Linked DNA regions of Mus musculus: all the other regions are linked to region 3. The links are chromatin contacts, called in public HiCAR-type and promoter capture Hi-C maps. All regions are on one chromosome and are shown on one strand. Each heading gives the region's core, a stretch centred on a gene start, on an enhancer-like site or on the middle of the called end of the contact. The rest is flanking DNA. Distances are from core to core; before and after follow the strand shown.

Region 1 (4,186 bases), core at 453-2,952, 1.2 Mb before region 3:
CCACAAAAACCTCACTCTCTGGCATGATTGCAAACGATTTTCTGCCACCGTGTGGGGAACTCTGCACACTGCAGAACTAAAATACAAATTGGAACTCCGGAAAAATCTGTAACTGGAGAGAAAATGCTTCCTGTGGCCAAGTGGTTTAACTAAAACTTTGTGGATCTGTTTGTCATGTTTCCCCCTCCAGCAATTAAGAAAATTGCTAGGGGAAATAATACTAACACAGATGATAGCAACATTCCAAGCGCCCATCTCAGATACATGTACTGTTCTGTCTCAAAAGCCCCATGAGGCGGGCATTATTTTTTTCTCCATTTTATAGGTAAGTCACAGAGCTCTTAACTCTCTGCCAACAGAGAACAAATCTAAACTGTATCTCTAAAGAACTGTGTTTTGGATCCATTTAAAATAGTTTTGACTTCACCATTCCTTTTAGGAGTAATAGGCTTGCCCAAATAGTTACCTACTAGCTCTCTGGACAGGTTGAGCACGTTCAACTTCTAAGAGGGATGACCTTGCCCTCCAAAATAACAGCCCCTTGAAGCTGCTTAAAAGGACAGCTCATAGACGGAAGCCATTCAAAAAAATTGTTAATGGCCCACACAGAAAAGTACAGAAGTTGAGATCTTTTGAGAATTTTTTATTGGTTATTTTATTTATTGACATTTCAAATGTTATCCCCTTCCCAGTTTCCTCTCCACAAACCTCTTATCCCCTCCTCCCCCTTTTTGAGGATTTTTTTTTTTTACGACAGCCAATTTTAGGACTGTTGACTGTGATAATAAAATATTTTACATTTACTGACTTCACTTTTATTTTCATTTTTTCTACGTCATCAAGATAGGACCCACAAATAACTGGGAAAAGCATGTTTTAAAGCAATAGTTCTAAACTTTCCTAAAGCTGGGACCCTTTAGTACAGTTCCTCATGTTGTGGAGACCCCCAACCACAAAATTACTCCGTTGCAACTTCAGAACAGTAATATTGCTACAGTCGTGAATCGTAATGAAATTTCCTATGATCTCGGGACCTTCGGAAGGTCCGGAGTTCAAATCCCAGCAACCACATGGTGGGAACGGAAAGTTCAGATAATAGAGTGCCTACCTAGCAGCAGTCAGGAAGCCCTAAGTTGTCTCTATCTCTACCACAATGTGGTAACAATCATGTAGATAATCTCAGCTCTCTGGAGACTGGGGCAGGAAAATTAGTTTTCAAGGTTATTTCAGATACACTGGAAGGAATTCAAGGCCAACTCGGAACACAGGAGAGGAGTCTGGGGAGGAGAGGGGTGGGGTACTTATTACTCTCTCAGAAGCATTACTGGAGAGAAAAACTATTCACGTCGGAAAATTCTATCAAAGTAGATTCTTCTAGGACCTGGCTATCGTACATAAGACATCGACTATTTTTCACCCCCTTTTCATTCACTCTGTAATATAGTTAATATAATGTCAAGTAAAGGAAAACAGAGAGAAACGAATAGCTCTTTCAAGACAGCGAGGTTAGGTCCCTACAGTAACGTTAAGTGCGTGAGCCTTAGAAAGCTGCGCCCTCCTCCTCCCTCGCCAGCAGCAAGCCAAAGCCTTAGCTGGCCCGGGACAGAAGGGCTCACGGCTGCGCATGCGCAGAGAGGAAGCCCGCCGAGGATTTTAGGAAAACGCCCCGCCCCCGCTTCCTCCCTCGGCCGCGCCCGGCGCCGGTCCGGAGGTGGTCACTTCCGCCGGGGCGTACGCACTGAATCCGGGTCAGCTGCAGCCGCCCGGACTGCAACTAAGATCGTCCGGGAAAAGCTGGGCCCCGTCTCCACAGCCGACCAAGGGCAGCGGGCTCTGCCCGGCGCCGCTTTCTGCGACCTGGCCGTCAGCCCCACGTCGCCGGCCTGGAGGGGCAAAGAGGACGAGGGGGCCGCGGCTTCCTCCGGGGTGAGCACGGCTTGGGTAGCGGGCCGGGCTACGGCACAGCCGGAGGGCTGCGGGAGGATCGGCCAGGCCAGGCGGGGGTGGCGGCCGTGGACTGGCGCGTTCGCGTTCCGGGTCCGAGCGCTGCCGGGCCCCGCCCTGCCTCGGACGCTGGTGCCAGGCTCTCGCCCCCTTCCTTTTTCCGTCTGTGGCCCGAAAGCCTGGAGCGGAACCTCCCGGTTCCTGGCTTCCCCTAGCCTCGTTTGTTCCGTGTTCCTAACCGGCGTCAGTCCAGAGCAGAACAAAGAAACTTGGGCGTGTAGTGCACCCCATAGCCTCGGGGGGATGGACGCAGACAGCATACACAGACAGCATCCTATAAGTCATCAGGGCTCTCTTGAACCTTCCTGAGTGTGATATCCTATTGTAGGGTGTGTACGTCAATGCCTGATCCTTGGCTGTTCTCAGACACTTAACCTCTTCATTTAAATACCGGCTAGGATGCTTTGGATTGCTGTATGCATGCGATGCCACTGGAGAATTCTTCCTAAGTCTGTTCACGTTCAAGCAGAAACTTATTTGGATCTATATTACGTTACTTCGAAACTTCCTTTGTCCTAGGAACTCTATGAGGACACAACTTTTGCAGTGTTTATCAAAGTATTTCTATAAAAGTGCCTTTCATCTGCAATTGCATCTTAGTATTGCTTTCTTTTGCGTCACTTTTAATTAGGATGTTTTCCCTTATACTTGAATTCCCATCTTCAATGAAATGCACGTTTTCTTATGATTTATTAGAATCCTTTAATTGTAGAGGGTTTTTTTTCTCAAAGGTTTTTTTTTTTTAATGTGTCTTGTCATGTGGTATAGGCGACTGCAGAGGGCATCGGAACCCCTGGAGCTGCTAGCATTATAGGCTGTTGTGGTGGGAACCGAAATAGGCTCCTGTGAAGAGCAGCAAGCATGCTTAACTACTGACCCACTCCTCTAGCCTTCACTTGTAGAAACTCTGTAATTCATGAGTGGGTGTTCCTTCAAAGTTAGAGTTGAAGTTATCTAGTTTAGTTACCCATACATGAAGTTACCAATGTTTGGTTGCCTCGCACATTATTTTTTTGGCTTGGTTCTTAATCAATCTCTATCTCTCAATGCCATTCTTAGGTCTTTTCTAACTTGCTGGACTAGGAAATGTGACATGTGCATAGCGTAGGGACTGAATTACCATAAACCAACATACTTACATCTTTAGGCATCGCAGGACCTTTCACCCTTAAGTATAACCACATTTGGTTTTACAGACAGGTTTGTTATAGATCTGGGGATCAGGACATAGGGTCTGTCTTTTGCCTCTTGTCTAAGCTAAATGGCTAATGACATTGCATTCGACCTCACTGTCTTAGTTTGGGGTTTACTGCTGTGAACAGACACCATGACCAAGGCAAGTCTTATAAAAAAACAACATTTTAATTGGGGCTGGCTTACAGGTCCAGAGGTTCAGTACATTATCATCAAGGTGGGAGCATGACAGTATCCAGGCAGACATGGCACAGGCAGAACTGAGAGTTCTACATCTTCATTCCAAAGGCTGCTAGTAGAAGACTTCCCAGGCAACTAGGGTGAGGGTCTTAAGACCACACCCACAGTGACACACCTATTCCAACAAGGCCACACCTCCAAATGGTGCCACTCCCTGGTCCAAGAATATACAAACCACGACACTCACACCTGTTGGGCACTGACGCTCTAACTACTCATTAGTTTTTAATGGGTAGAGAAGTAAAGGTGAAATACTCTTTGGGGCAGTGGTCCTGATTGTTCTCTCTGTAGCGATGAGAGAAGGGGACATCTGAGAACAAAAGGCTATGTTTCTAGACCAAGAGTGGCTTCGGCTGGCAGTATTCAAGGTCTTATGCTAAGATTACATCCTACGAAGCAAGCAAGCAAGCAAGCAATATCACAGATAGTCCTGACTTGGCATTATAACCAGCTTCTAACAAGCAGACTGTTTGAGATCAGGTGTTAGAGTTTGGTCTACTTAAAGGTGCCAACACATCTCTAATACCTTCTGCATACTGATAGTTTAATAAATGTATTCTAGGTGTTTAGCCTATGCTATGTTTTTAACAGTTCTGAGAGAAGTTAGCACCATTCTAGTTTGCTGGTTGTGTGTGTGCACATGTGTGAACGTTGCTGTGGAAGCATTTTGTTCTTGAAAGCCCTACATGATCATACTAAGGGAGATAGCTCAGTCTGTAAGGGCACTTGTCTAGAAAGCCTGAACCCC
Region 2 (4,536 bases), core at 204-2,703, 1.0 Mb before region 3:
CAACATCAGTACCTAGGGGACATCCTTGGACCACTCCCCACAAGACAAAGCCCCTTTGTTCCATCAGCTGTCCCTCTACACACCACACCTGTCCCGAGCAGCCAACCAAGATCTACTACTCTCTGCAGCATTTCCTACCCACCACTGTAACACACGGAATTGTTCCTCCTGAACTTTGACCTCAACCTCTTTCACATAATTAGGTTTCCTGGGTCCTTCTCTGTTGCAGGGTGTATCAGCATTCGCTCCTTTTCCTGGTTTGGCCATAGTCCTCTGAAGGTATGCACCACATTAAAACAAAGAGCAAAACTCGTCCTAGCCAAGATGATTTGATTTTTTACTATCCGTTGCAACTCTAGGATCCTAGGTTCACGTGAATGGGGACGACCGAATCTCAAGATTTTCTGTGCTCTTTTCTTCCTGAACTCTTCTTCCTCAGATCCTGGGAGCGCAGCCCCGCAGAGGCCCTGCGAGTTTACTTCCTCAGTCTTCCCTTTCACCAGGAGTCAGACTCCCTAATACTGTTTTAGGAATCCCCGTTCCCCTCTCTCCTAGGCTACCTGGCTTCCTGAAACCGGACACCGCGAGGACCAAGGTCTCTGTCTCTCTCTTTTCTTCTTCTTCTTCTTCTTCTTCTTCTTCTTCTTCTTCTTCTTCTTCTTCTTCTTCTTCTTCTTCTTCTTCTTCTTCTTCTTCTTCTTCTCCTTCTCCTTCTCCTTCTCCTTCTCCTTCTCCTTCTCCTTCTCCTTCTCCTTCTCCTTCTCCTTCTCCTTCTCCTTCTCCTTCTCCTTCTCCTTCTCCTTCTCCTTCTCCTTCTCCTTCCTCCTCTCTCTCTCTCTCTCTCTCTCTCTCTCTCTCTCTCTCTCTCTCTCTCTCCCTCTCTCTCTCTCTCTCTCTCTCTCCCCCCCCTCCCTCCCTCCCTTCCTCTCCCTTCCCAAGGAAATTAATTCAGGTACAAAAGACGGGTGGAGGAAGTATTTTCGACTTCCCTCACAATCCAGAAAGAAAAAAAAAAGAGAGAAAGAGAGAAAGAGAGAGAGAAGAAAAGAAAAAGGATTTCCTTTGAGCTGCGACTTTGTGATCTTTTAAGCAGTTAAAAATATTTCTTTAAAAAAAAGAATCTAGGAAAATCATGCGACTTGTGAGTGGGAGCTAAGTCGATGCTAAGTTTCTCCGTAAAGAGAAGCGACAGGAGCGCGGTTTCCTAACCTCCCCAAGTGTTTTCATCCCTTCGGTTTGGGGGTGGCTCCCTGGGGACGGCTAGGACAGCGGCGCGCTCTGCGGGGTAGCGAGGCCGCAGGACTACAGGATCCAGAGGCCTTTGTAAACTCTTGTAGTTCACGCTTGTTGGCTACCTCGGCTTCCCTGAGGAGTGACGCTGCGAAAACAAATTCTGATTGGTCAGGCCTGTGCTGAATTCTCCATTTATGGACAGATTGCCCGGCCCGAGCCCAGCCTGAGCCAGAGAAGAGTTCGGATTAAGTGTTAAGAGAAAGCGGGTCCAGGCAAAGCAGTTGGACAAGCAATCCCGCAGAGCGCATCAGGGTGCATCTCTAGACAGTTGGGGATCGCCAGGTCTGAGTGTGCACCGGGTCTGCTAAGTTTTGCCTTCACCTAGCGTTTCGGATCCCGCCTGGATGGAGTCCCTCTTGGATTTCCATTGGCTCCTGTGAGTGCTTGGGTGTCGGGAGCTTGTTTTTTGGCGAAGGGAACCAACTTTTGAAGTTCGCCCAGGAGACCGCGTTCCAGCCTCAGTGCCTAGGCAGCGGGACCCGGCGGAGGCGCGACCGCGGCGGGAGTCACCATGGTGAGTTGGCTGCGCCGCGTCCCAGGACGCCTGACCCTGGGATGGGGCAGGAAGCCCCGGAGCGGGCACCTACCTTGGGCAAGCTGCCCAGGCCAGGGGGTGGAGAAGGTGGACGCGGGAGTGTGCACTTCTGGAGCGCTGATTTCCTGCTGTTTGCTGTAAACCGGGTCTTAAACGGGAAGAGGGAGAGAGGAGGGACAAGAAAAACTCTCTGGAGTGACTTTCTGCGCCGCGAAAGTTTTGGTGCCAATGTTGTTGTGGCTGCCAGCTGTCTGAAGCTTGAGAGTGGGCACGTCTGTTTTCACCGGCACAGCCGTGGGACCGGAGACTTTTTTCTCCTCTAGAGAAGGTGAGGGGCACGCCTGTGTCCCTCGGGTCCTCTCCCCTGGGCAGGCACTGGCGTGAGCTCCCTGGCAGGCTGATCCCGCAGTTGTTCTCCTGGCATTGGGGAGGACCTAGGCAGCCCCGCCTGCGCTGGTGATGGGCCGAGCGCTGCACAAAGGCAGGCAGGGGCGCCAGGTACTGCGGAGCACCTGGCGGTGGCCCGGGCTGCAGGGACTCTGACGACAGCGCGCAGCGGCAGCCAAACTGGCCGGGAGCCCAGGCCTGTAGGGTCCCTGTGTAGGGTAAACACCTCCTGAGGAGGGCCCCACCCGGTCCCCAGCTCGAGAGGACCGCCACCCTCTCGGAGATCGTTCCTGGTTTTGTTCTTTCCCACTTGGTACTTGGGGGAGTGTCTGGGTTGGACAGCCTCTCTGTAACTCATTTGAGACTAAGTCCCCAGCCCAGCCACCCTCCTCTCTCAATCCCAAATAACCTTAGCCACATCCCCTGGGCTTTGCCGTGGTGTGGCTTTCCTACTGAAGGACAAAAACAAAGATTGAATTTTAGAGACATTGCCAGCCACCCGGACCGAAAGGGGGGGGACTTTAAAAACTTAAAAAAAAAACTTTTAAAAGGTTTTAGAAGGCTTCAAAGTTTCCACACTTGCTTCGTGGTGGAGGAGCTTGTCCTCCTGGCTTTCTCATTGTTTACTGGCGGTGAGGGTGAAGCTTACTAAAAAAGATGCCTAGCATAGCGCTGGCTTGAGAAATCTGTATCCCAGATCCCCAGCGCCAAGCATCCGCAGCGCACGCCCGGGTAGAACCCACATTCAGTTCACAAACAGTCCTTGCCCCCCCGCGCTGTTTATTCAAAAGAATGATTTTAAAAACAAACGAAACCTTTAAAGGGCATCCTGGCCCCAAGCTTTTACTTTCCACATAGTTCAAAATTATGTCACCTTTGCCCCTGAGAGAGAATACTTCATTTATAAATAAGCTTCCCCCGCCAGTTTCGAGGTTTCAGAAGTCAGTCCACCCTCATGGTGTGCCTCATGGGTGGAGTTTCTCCAGCCTCTGACCGCTTGAACTTGAACAGTGATAGTCCTGGTGCCTAAGAATTGCTGTAATTACTTTCCGTGGTTCAATATTTCTAAAAAAAACCCAAAATCAATGTGTTTATGGCCAAGGACTTAAAGAATTTTACTGTATGTAATTGCTTAAGTGCTACCTTGAGAAAAATCCTTTGTTAAACTCACTTTTTTTTGGCTGCGTAGACCCTAAATTAGCCTGTGATGCCCTTTCCAGAGACGTGGGAAAACACGCTCAATTTGGCTCCTTGCAGTTGGGGTAGTTTATTTGGTCCATCAGATGTGGAGGTGTGTCTTAGAGTCCCTTTCTTGGTTGATTTATCAGGGTAGACAGGGTGTAGTCACCTCCTCCTGGGTTCCCTGCCAACAGCACAGATGGGCATGTTGTGGGCCACTAGGAGGCTATCTGTGCATCAGATATGGTTGCCCGGGCCACAATTTACTGCCCGGAAAAGTTGAAACAGCTGGCTATCCTTAAATAGATGTGCCATGGACAGAAAGAACTCTAGTATCTAGAGTCATTTGGACAAAGTTAAAGGAAATGTGTTTCTTCCATGACTTGGAAGTTTGAGTGGGCTTATCAGCTGTGTGAAGTCACCTTAGAACAGGTACCCACAACTCAGATAGTCCTGTGAGAATGCTCAATGTTTCTGTAAGAAGTCTCTCGCTGAATGGAACTTCTGTGTTATGCATCTGTCTGGGCCTGCCCAGTTGAATCCTTCAGCTGTTTAAGGACAGGAAGGGATGGGCCATTACCCTCGGTGGGTGTGGCCAAGAATTAGCACAGAGCACAGGCCCTTGGCCAGGCTGGAGGAAGAACACCTGCACTGTGAACTCTCTGTGTGCTTGTGCGATGGTTGCTCTTGATTGGCAAGCTAATAGGATTTAGAATCATCACAGAACAAAACCTTTGGGCATAGCTGAGAGTTTCTAGCTTAGATTTGTAGAGGCTGCAAGACCCACAGGGTGGCACCGTTCCTGGGGCTGGGCTTGACTACAAAGGAAACTGGGAGCTGAGTTCCAGCAGTTGTCTCTCCCTGCTTCCTGCTTGCTGGAACAGCGGCGTGATGGCTGCCTCTGGTGTTGGCTGCCTCTGGTATTGGCCGCCATGCCTCTTCCCCCTTGATCAGATTGTATCCCCTTCATCCTCTCAGACAAGCCCTTCCACCAGTTCCTTTTGTCAGGGATGTTTGTCACAATAGAAAAAGTAACTAATTGTGTGTGTGTGTGTGTGTGTGTGTGTGACACACACACACACAGAGAGGGGGGGAGAGGGAGAGAGAGAGGGAGAGAGAAGAGAGAGAGAGAGAGAGAGAGA
Region 3 (4,612 bases), core at 597-3,096:
TTACAGACAGTTATCTATAGATCTACAGGAAAGGTGGTGAGCTTACCCAGGAGCAAGGCTCTTCATCTTGTCTTAAAGTGACCTCCAGCATGGTGCCCTGCTTGGAAGATGGGGAAAACACCTTTGAACAAAACAAATGAACAACAACAAAACACCTCAAACAACAACTTCGACAATAAACCAAAACAAAGAACAGCACCAAAAACTATTTTTTTTGCTGGGGTGTTTGCTCTTCCTTCACCAAACCCTGAGATCATCCTCCTCCCCAACAGACTCCTTCCCTCTCTCTCCTTCCCTCCTTCCCTCCCTCCCTCCTTCCTTCCTTCCCTCCCTCCCTCTTCCCTCCCTTCCTCTGTCCCTCCCTCCGTTCCTCCTCTGTACCCCCTTCCCCTTCCCCCCTCTCTTCCTCCCTCGCTCCTTCTCTCCTGTAAGAGAGGATGAACTTGAACTTCTAATCCTCTTGCCTCCATCCAGTGGGATGCTGGGAATTACAGGCATGCATCTCTACCCCAGTTCAAGGTGGTGCTGGCAACTAAACCCAGCGTTCTAGGCAAGCACTCTACCTACAGAGCTACCTCCCCACCATTCTTCTTATTCTTTCTCAGTCTTCTACAGCTTAAATAAAGGCGATTCTTAGGAGTATATTCGGTTATTAAGACACACTCTTTGGCCATAAACGTTCCCTGTGAATAGGAATTTTTCAACTGCCTAAATTAGGCTGTATTGTTGCTCTAGGACGACGACGTAGTGCTTGCTCGGTCACTTTAGGCAGATACCCTATAAAGAGTTCTCGGAGCCTGGAACTTGTCTCACAAATTCAATTAAGACAACAGCATTCTGTCTGCACAGAATCTAAGCACCAATCATTTACGGAATTTTAGTTAATGAACACATCTAAAGTAAGTGTTTTGTAGTGAACAACATGCAAAGAAATGATTGAGCAAGAGCGAAGCAGTTGCTTGGGAGTTGAGAGTCTTCCATAGAAAAACAGGAAGAGTCAGGTTGGATAAGGCTGTGGGATTTTCATGGGGATAGAGGCAGAAAGCCCTATAAAGAGCTATCTATATGGGCTCGTGATATTGGTCCAATGATTCTCCCACGCTATCTGGAGTGAACTGTCTAGGCTACTGATTCCTGATCAGCGCCCATCTTTACTCAACTATAAGGCTGCTTGTAAGACGAGAAGGGATGGAGATGGAAGCTCAACCCGGAGATTCTGACAGGAAGAGCAACAGAAAATCCCAAGTGTTTCCCGGTGTGGATGGGAAGAGGAAAGGAAAGGGCTGGAAGGAGACCATCAAGACCTGGAATATCCAGGCAACCCAAGGCAGATGAAGCCCACGGCCTCAGGCACAACTAGGCCGCGGGGCCGGCAGAGGGCAGCAGTTGGGCTGAGAAGCCTGGTGGGGGCCAGCGCGGCGTCGGCGGTTCCAGAAGGTTCTCCTTGGGAGTGTGGGGAGCATCTATCACCCCACCCAGCGGCCACGCGCCCCTCGCGCCACGCGGAAGGCTGAGCGAAAGCTCTTTCGGGCTGCTCGGGACCCCGGGGGAGGAGAAGAGCGAGTGTTAGGAAGGGCGCGGGGCTCGGCGGGGCCGCGGCTCGGGCGCCTCTCCTCCCGGCCGACCAGCGCTAAGGCTCGCGGGGCTGCCATCGGCCAGCGCGGTCCCGCCGAGGCTGCGCTCCGGCCGTCGAGGCCCCCCCGGGCGCGCCCGCGGGAGCGTGGGCCGCGGACTTGACCGTGCGGGCGCCGCGCGCGGCCGTATGCAAATGTCCTCCTGGGCCGGCCCCCCGCGCCTGTGGGCCGCACGTCCAATAAGAAGCGCCCCCCGCTTGACACCTGCCTATATACAGCGAGCGCGCCCCGGCCGCGCAGCGCCCCGCGCACACCCACCCGTGGCCGCCCATGACTTCCAGCGAGATCGCCATGCCGGGCGAGGTGAAGGCCGACCCCGCCGCGCTCATGGCCTCGCTGCAGCTCCTGCCGTCGCCCACGCCCAACCTCGAGATCAAGTACACCAAGGTAAAGCCGTCCGGCGGACGCTTTCTGGAAGCATCCTCTGGATCCCTTCAGAGGCCGGGGGCCCGGAGGTCGCCTGTCATCTCCGCGCCTCCGCGGGGACCGCGATGCGGGCTTCTCAAGTCCCGCCCCGGTTTAGGGAGCGTCTTGGGAGAACCGGTCCCAAACAGAAGGCAGCGCGGGGATCGCCAGCGGCGGCGGACGGTGGTGACGACCTCGGGACTGCCTGGGGAGGTGGGATTTCCCAGAGCAGACCTGGGTCTGGTTCTGGAGTCCCCTATGACTCTTTAGAGCCGGCTAGGGTCCGGTCCTAGATGTCCCTAGGGCAGAACGAGGCTTAGTTCTGGGGTCCCTTAGAGCTCAGGGCAGACCGGAGTCCGGTTGTGCGAGCCCCCAAGTTTTATCAGAGCAAATGGAGTTTGGCTCTGGGGTCCCCCAGGTCTCCTCAGAGCAGTCCGGGCTCTGGCTTGAGGAGGGTGTTCCCCTGGGTTTCCTCAGAGCCCACCGGGGTGCAGTTCTCCCTGTCCCTCGGTCTCAGAGCAGAGTGGGGTTCACCGCCAGGGTGGCATTGCGGTCCGGTGTCGCCCCGCGGTCCCTCGGGTCCGGAGGTGCGCGGCCGCGCGGGCTTATCTTCCCTCAGAGCGGAGTCGCTGAAGGGTTGTCAGGACCGGAGTCCCACAGACTTCGCGGGGACCTGGCCGAGACGCAGTAGGTCTATGCCAGGATTTCCTCGGGATTTTGTAGGCAATGGACATTTTAGAAAAAGGGAAAATAACTCAAGTCACATAAATTAGCGAGCTCACTTTTGCACTGATAAGCCTAATGATTTTTTTCCTAACGAATTCTGACATCTTAGTTTGTCAAGCACGAATTATTGTTGTTAAACTGCATTAAAAAGCAATACACGCCTGCTGCCCCATGTGACTTGATCCCCTACCACTCCACCGTTCTCAGGGAAAAAAAATCCACGGGGGAAATTTGTGAAATACATACACAAAGGGATTGAATGTTATAGCAAAAAGGCGACTGTAGCCTTTAAAGCCACACTTCTTGAGAGTTCATTTTAGAATTTTTTTTTTTAATTTGATTTTCATTCCTACCGCAAACTCTCGCCAGTTAACTGCAGCGCGCGCACACGATACAGCTGATAAGTGTTCCATCGCGGGCATTACACTATACGCGAAAAGCAGAGAAGTTAAGTTGTTCGCATGTGACAACTGTTACGGTTGAAAGAGAAATGCAAAAACATCGTTTCTGAATTTTTGTTGCATTGAGTTTCAGAATAAGGATTTGTAGGATTCGTATTTTTGAATGTGGATTTAATGTACCTGTTAGCTTTTAGATGGTGTGACAAATTTTTGAAAGCCATTTTAATGAGAGGTCGTTAATGGTTATAGCCCTCTAGGCATTGTTTGCATAACAATAGTGCCAGTGTGTGGCACATCTCCGGGTTTAGGAACAAGCCAGGGAAGCCTGCACATAAAAGTTTTGTTTTATGAGGGTCCCTAACCTCTTCAGATGCGCTTTAGAGATCTTAAAAGGCAAGATCCACACGTGATTCCGGGGGTTTGTTTTACACTTACTTTTGATCAGATTATCTTAACAGCCCCTGAAAGTCTGCAGTAGATATCTTTTTTCAGAATTTCATTTGGAAGCTCCTCCAATTCTCCTTTTCTCTAGCCACCCCCTCTCTTCTCTCTCTTGTTCTACCCCAGTAGGAAAGACAACTGATTTATAGCTAATTGGAGCCTTTAATGTCGGAGTCTTTTTAGCTCCATGAAGACTTTTATCCAGTATCCACTTTCCCACTTATTACCAAGAAAAACAATCAGAAATGAAATAATGGATTGTAACTTGATTCTTTAATTTGTGGGGAGGAGGCGCCTTATATTTTGTCTTGACAAACAACCCTCATAAATGGTGGAGTAACACACATTACAGGCGAGCTCTTTCACAAAAACTTGTAAAATCAGGTATCTGTGAACGCTCCCAGCAGCTTCTGTGCTCAGCTCTTTAGTTAGACTTCTACACTTTCTAAGACAGGAACTGCGAACAACCCGTTCTAGTTCATTTTATTTTAACAGAAAGAACAGAGTGACTGCTCTTTTGGTAGCCTAAGTTTTTTTTTTTCTTTTCTCTTCAAAAGAGAGTTGGGAGGTCTTTTAAAAATTCATTCATGATCAAAAGTGGGGAGAAATGTATTAGCAATTTCAAACAGAGCGATGAACAAGGTAGATGGGCAATCCTTTAATGCTATTATATTTGTTAGGAAAAATTTAAAAGATATTATGCCTTGGGAATCTGTTGAAAAGGAGGAAACAAAACATTTGCATCAAATAAAGGTACTATGCAGCAAATAAATTTATAATTAATTTTGTCTTGTTAAACATGTTCTTATTGAATGACACTATAATATGATTTTTCTATGTGATTTGACAAGAATATAAACTAATTAGTGATCAACATAACTGGTCAGATTATGAGAATTTTAAAAAATATGTTCTTAGAATATTTTGCATTTGTGATCCTGCACTTATCTGCCATTTTCATCCTTTTACTTCTTGTTCCAAGGGAATGGAAAAAATAGTCAATAT

Evidence for each region. HiCAR-type assays count read pairs that join an accessible place to other places. Capture Hi-C pulls out chosen DNA fragments and counts their contacts.
Region 1: a contact with region 3 is called in a promoter capture Hi-C map of liver, with 2.9 times the contacts expected there. The contact joins the promoter of Bnip2 here to the promoter of Aldh1a2 in region 3. A contact is called at or near these places in 2 of 115 datasets of contacts at active chromatin or transcription factors (embryonic stem cells and large pre-B cells) and 2 of 9 other capture datasets (adipose tissue and liver).
Region 2: a contact with region 3 is called in a HiCAR-type map of astrocytes, with 3 times the contacts expected there. The contact joins the promoter of Myo1e here to the promoter of Aldh1a2 in region 3. A contact is called at or near these places in 7 of 39 promoter capture datasets (the 3T3-L1 cell line, the C10 cell line, the HPC-7 cell line and 4 more) and 3 of 115 datasets of contacts at active chromatin or transcription factors (astrocytes, large pre-B cells and stem cell-derived neural progenitor cells).

Annotation. Positions count from the first base shown.
Region 1 is chr9:69,987,764-69,991,949 of GRCm38.p6, forward strand. It overlaps Bnip2 (BCL2/adenovirus E1B interacting protein 2), which reads left to right and starts at 1,703. Exons shown (of 11, transcript NM_016787.4): 1 at 1,703-1,926.
Region 2 is chr9:70,205,897-70,210,432 of GRCm38.p6, forward strand. Myo1e (myosin IE) reads left to right here and starts at 1,454. Exons shown (of 28, transcript NM_181072.3): 1 at 1,454-1,807. The coding sequence starts at 1,805. All of the region lies in intron 1 of Gm26849 (a long non-coding RNA gene), which reads right to left.
Region 3 is chr9:71,213,943-71,218,554 of GRCm38.p6, forward strand. It overlaps Aldh1a2 (aldehyde dehydrogenase family 1, subfamily A2), which reads left to right and starts at 1,847. Exons shown (of 14, transcript NM_009022.4): 1 at 1,847-2,021. The coding sequence starts at 1,905. It overlaps Gm3458 (predicted gene 3458), which reads right to left and starts at 1,444. Exons shown (of 4, transcript NR_110518.1): 1 at 1,305-1,444; 2 at 47-97.